Linked DNA regions of Ovis aries: region 1 is linked to region 2. Evidence: chromatin contacts called from public Hi-C data. All regions are on one chromosome and are shown on one strand. The core of a region is the stretch at or near the end of the contact, and the rest is flanking DNA. Distances in the headings are between cores, read along the strand shown. Region 1 holds the start of LZIC (leucine zipper and CTNNBIP1 domain containing). Region 2 holds the start of CENPS (centromere protein S).

Region 1 (2,700 bases), core at 130-2,629, 460 kb after region 2:
CTGAATCAGATTAAGTCACCATGAAAGAGCAGGCAAATATTAATACAATGCACATATGGAGAGGCCTTTCCTTCACTGCTTCTAAAATTACACACACTAAAACCAACACAAATGCCTAAATAGAACATCTTATTATCATCATCAAAATTAGGGTACAAACACAGGGAGATGTTTATTCAGCAACATCGTCAAAAGATAAAAGGCGTATATTCCCCAATTTTGTTTTCTGTGGCACTGACCCTAATTATTTGCCACTGGGAGATCCATATCATTCCCAAACGTTGACACTTCCACCCATATTCACATATCAAAAATTAGAGCTAATTTTATTAATATAACACTTACTTACTTTTACAACGGAAGTTCTGTGAATCCAAAGCGTTTTGCAAAGTAGGCTATTGGAACCATTCCAACTTGTGTGTCAACAGTCTTTCGTAAGTTGAACTTGGAACAGTGGTTTCACATACAAACTGTAACCCTGAAAAGACAACTTACTGTGATAAGCAAGAAATTCTATGATCGGACAGATAATTCATTTTGGTGGAGTTCTATGGTAATCTTGGAAGTTTATCCTGAGTGATAGAAACAATTATTTTTAAAGACAAAACCGGAGAAACAATTTCTCCGTAAACCTTGATGTTGTCCTGTGGACTAATAACTTCAAGGATATGGGCTGCGAACATCTGAAGACGGTTTTCACTTAATTTCTGAGTAACTTTTAAGAATGGTGCCAACAGCTAATAGTCTTCTCAAAAAGAGTGAGTATCAAACCGCTACCAGGAAGGTGGATCTGGTCTTTTACAGATTTGGAAAGAAGCAGTTCAGAAAAAAGAGAAGCGCCCAAGCTTCCACCTCGCTTCCACCTCGCTTCCACCAAGCCCAAGAAGCTTCTAGGAAAGAATTTAGTTTTTTTTTCAGAGTTAAGTCACCTGTTCCAAAGGCCAAAGGGAAATTTACCAAGGGTTTTGGTTCCACGGAGAGAAGCTGAAAAAATGAAGGGGCAAGACTCCTTGTCCCAAAGTTGAATGTGATCTCGCTTCAGGGACAGTTGTATTTGACCCTCAAAGAGCCTAACATCTTGGACTCGTCTATGTTGGCGGCTTTAAAAAGGAATCCTGGGCTGCCTCGGCCAGAGACAGATTCTCAACAGCTAGGTGTGGGGACTTACCACGGCTTCACCACGGCCTCACCACGTTTTCAGGGCAGAGCGGCCCGAATCCTCCGGGAGACGCTCCGCAGCCCGAACACAAATGAGGGTAACACCCACGGCCGCACCCACATTGGCTCCGGGAAACCGGATGTGCGTGCGTCTGAGTGAAGTGCTTCTCCGGCAAGCTTCCGCCGAGCTCAGGTAGGCGGGGCCCCTGGCTCCTAACTCTGGAACCTTCGGGTAGGCGGAGGTGGAGAGGGGACCTCGAGAGCCCTGAGGAGGTAGTTTGATTTCTGGTCTGGGACGAGCGGAAGAGTTTTGGGGACAGCGGATTCCCGGCGACCTCTGGTGGCAGCCGGGCCTAGTCGAGCCCGCCGCCGCAGGGCCCAAATGTGGGAGCTTCAAGTTCTCCGGTGGGAAGTGGGATTTGGGGCTGTGACCGGAGCTGCTTCCTTACCGCGTCCGAATGCTTGAGGTCCGCTGCTCATTTCCAGGCAGGAAAACTTGTGCGCTCCACCTTGACTGTTTCCGTGCTTCTGGGTTGGACAGCTTCCCTCAAGGCAGGTCCGGGTGCGGGGTTCTCCTTTGTCACCCCTCTTGACTTCAGAAAAACCTGAGAACGACTGTCGGAGACACAGTCGAGAGAAAATGGGTTTCTCCCCCTTCCTCCAACCCCCTACCGCCCATTTGAAGTCTTCCTCGAAAGAGAGGTTTTGTTATATTCTCTGGCTGCCTAAGTGGAATTTTCGGGACTGCTTTAGGCCACGTTTATATATAGTAAATAAAACCACTCGTTAATCGTTTCCTTTTTCCCAGACAACTCCACCCCTAGGTGGTTTGAACTCTGAGCCTGTTTAGTCCTGATGAGAAGTTTCGCTTTCCTCAAGTTTAAGACGCTTGGAACTTCAAGAATTGGAGGTTTATGCCAATTGAGACCGGTCAGCACTGAGCAGAGTTAAGAGTACTAAGAGACAGGTGAGCGTGAATGAGTAACTTCGTCTCCAGATTAATTTTTGAGAGTATTCTGTAGTTTTGGTAAAAGGTGCACCACCTTTATTGGATACTAGGTGGTGCCCGCGAGTTAATCTTTCTGAGCTAAATCTCAAATAATGTAGCATCAGGGTAGGGTTTTTAAAGAGTTTCTATCTTCCCTGAAATTGTTTTAAAATACCCTTACCTGGAGAAGGAAATGGCAATCCACTCCAGTACTATTGCCTGGAAAATCCCATGGACAAAGGAGCCTGGCAGGCTACAGTCCATGGGGTCGCAAAGAGTCGGACACGACTGAGCGACTTCACTTTCCTTTCACTTAGTGCCTTTATACAGTTCATTCAGTTATTGACTATCTGGTTTGTATTAAGTGCTGAAGACTCTAAGAAAGGATTCAGACTCAATTTTCTGCTCGCAGTTTACAGTCTGGAGAGGAAGACAAACCACAAGCTATAATGAAATCACATATAATTCATCAGATATAGTGCTTAATAGAGACTAAGATGTAGAATGCAGTGGATAAAGCAGTCAATTCTCATTATTCGTTTACTTTTATTCGT
Region 2 (2,700 bases), core at 43-2,542:
CCACATCTTTGCCATGAATGAACTCTTCGAAACCACCAATGTCATGAAACCCAAAGGAGGTGGAGAACCGTTCCAGGAGAGACCAAAGCCAGGACTAGACACAATGCATGATCCCCAACTGGATCCTGGGTGAAGAAAAAAAGACCATGAAAGAATATCTTTGGGACAACTGGGGAAAACGGAATATGGATTTATATTAGATAAAGGATTTTATCAATTATTAAGTTTCTTGAATGTGATCAGATATTATGACCTTGGAAGAAGCATGTTAAAGCATTAAAATTTAAAGGTGAAGCATCAAGTGTATTTAATTCTCAAATAATTTCGAGAAAAGAAGGGAGCAAATACAGCAAAATGTTAACTGGTTACTCGAGGTGAGGGGCACATGGGTGATGAATGCGCTAATTTGCAACCTTTTCTGAAGGCTCGAACTTCAAAATAAAGGGAGACGGTGGGTAAACAGCTTCTGAAATTTAGGAAGCGCCCCTTTCCTGACCTCATTCTCAATTCTCTTCGGTTAAGCCTCTGAGATTCTTGGTTTTTCTCACGACTCTCCCACACGGTATTTATTCGCGGTGCTAAGTGAAGGACTGAATACCAGCAACTACGCCGAGAGCTGGTTATTATCACCCTGATTTTTCCATCCAGGAAAATGAGTTCGGGGAGAGTCAACACAACACTGTGCGGAGTCGAGATTTGAACCCACATCCGATGGGTTCCGGAGCCGGAGGGCCGAGTTTGCAACAGGTTCCGAGGCCGTCTCCTCCCCCGCAGGATGGACGCACCGATTCGAGGAGCCAACATTTTTAGAGCTCGTGCCGCGTGCCTCAGAACAACCCTGTCCGAGGAGACTGAGCCTGTCACAAAGCCAGAGGGGCCTCCGCCGCCGGACTCCCGGTGCACGGCAGGTATCTTCCCCGAATCTTCCCTCTCACTCAGCCACCCCAAGCCCCGACCCGCCAAACCAAGGAAACCGTCTCCCAGCACCCCCCGCGGCAGCCGGGTCGGCTCATGCGCAGGCGCCAGAGGCCGGAGGCGGCCGAGCTCGACTTCCGACCTGGGGCCTCGGTACGAAGACGCGGCTGGGCTGAGGCGGCGCCTTTTTCCCCGCAGAATCTCGACGCCGTCCTTCCCCAGCCCCGCCAGGACCCCGTTCTCCTGTACCTGTCGGTAAGAGAAGCTTTGCTGCTCCTCGGACCACTCCTCCTCCTCCGTCATCACCACGGGCGAATCCTGGCAGGCGCGCCAGGACAGAAAGACGCGGCCGCCTGGGAGACCTGGTCGGATTTTCCCGCCGCGGCGCCGGGCGACGGGCCGCGCTGGGGGCCAAAGCGCGAAGCTGCCGGCTGCCTCGCCCGCCCCCTGGCGGCGACTCTGGGAAGGGGGCCTCACAGCGCGCCTGCGCCTGCCTGGCCCCAGCCAAGCTCCCCGGAGACCTCAGGCCCAACTCTGCGTCCCGCACAGTTGTCAACACCAGTTCTCAGAAACAATGTGTGTAGGGACAAGGGTTCGCAAGTCGATTGTAAATTCCATGCGACTGCAACCTCGATATGCCTTGCTAAATCTAGTGTGAGTTTTTTATAATTCTATAGTGTCACAAAGTCAGATCACTGATAAATGTTTGATTTCTATCCCCTTCAGCGAAAAGTTTCTCACCCCATTGCCGTTGCCAAAGGAATATAGTTTTGACCCAAGTGTTAGCTGATTTTCCTTTATGTTAAGAATTAAGGGACTTACCAGGACTCCCTGGCGGTCCAATGGCTAAGATTCCTCACTTCCACTGCAGGGGGTGCCGATTTAATCCCTGGTGTGGGAACTAAGAACCCACATGCCAGGCGGCCATGAATTTAAAAAAAAAACGGAAATAAGGGACTTCCCTGGTGGTCCATCCAGTGGAGTTCAATCCCGGGGACAGGAGCTAAGATCCCACATGCCTTGTGGCAAAAAGAGAAAACAGAAGCACTATTTTTACCAACTGAGCTATCAGGGAAGCCCTATAATAAATTCAGTGAAGACTTTAAAAAAAAGAGAAGTGAAAAATAGCGAAACCTAACAGATTTGCACTGCTTCCAAACTTTCTTCAACTGAAGAAAGTTTTCCTCCTTCCCAGCTTCACTCTTTAAGTTTCACTCATTTTTGGATGATGTGAGGAAGAAACTTCTCTACTGAACTGAATAATAGTGTCAAGTACTGGAAGAATATTTCCTCAACTTATGCTATTCATGCTACAAAGGGTACAGACACCATGCACATTCAAGTTCAATATGCATTATTAACATCCACCTCCCCCCCCCCCTTCCGTAAGCAGTCAACAAGGAATTAAACCCTGATTTGCAGGGTTTTTTGGTGTAAATACTCCCACTATTGCCAGATTTCAAGCAACCAATATGAAGAAGCTGAACTCAGCATTTGTTACAAACTAGACTATGATGCATTGGAGAAGGAAATGGCAACCCACTCCAGTGTTCTTGCCTGGAGAATCCCAGGGACGGGGGAGCCTGGTGGGCTGCCATCTCTGGGGAACTAAAGACAGAGTCAGACACGACTGAAGTGACTTAGCAGCAGCAGCAGACTTGTTTGACTCATTGGAAAAGACCCTGATGCTGGGAAAGATTGAAGGCAGGAGAAGGGGACAACAGAGGATGAGTTGGTAGGATGGTGTCACCGACTCGACGGACATGAGTTTGAGCAAGCTCCGGC

What was found. Hi-C and Micro-C count contacts between places; a contact is called where the count stands out from the background.
Region 1: a contact with region 2 is called in a Hi-C map of skin fibroblasts, with 5 times the contacts expected there. The contact joins the promoter of LZIC here to the promoter of CENPS in region 2. A contact is called at or near these places in 2 of 16 Hi-C or Micro-C datasets (skin fibroblasts and tail adipose tissue).

The regions. Positions count from the first base shown.
Region 1 is chr12:42,862,443-42,865,142 of ARS-UI_Ramb_v3.0, forward strand. LZIC (leucine zipper and CTNNBIP1 domain containing) reads left to right here and starts at 1,380. Exons shown (of 8, transcript XM_042257272.2): 1 at 1,380-1,431; 2 at 1,967-2,125. NMNAT1 (nicotinamide nucleotide adenylyltransferase 1) reads right to left here. Exons shown (of 7, transcript XM_015099223.4): 2 at 1,608-1,773; 3 at 350-478.
Region 2 is chr12:42,405,126-42,407,825 of ARS-UI_Ramb_v3.0, forward strand. It overlaps CENPS (centromere protein S), which reads right to left and starts at 1,293. Exons shown (of 4, transcript XM_060396498.1): 1 at 1,165-1,293. The coding sequence starts at 1,218.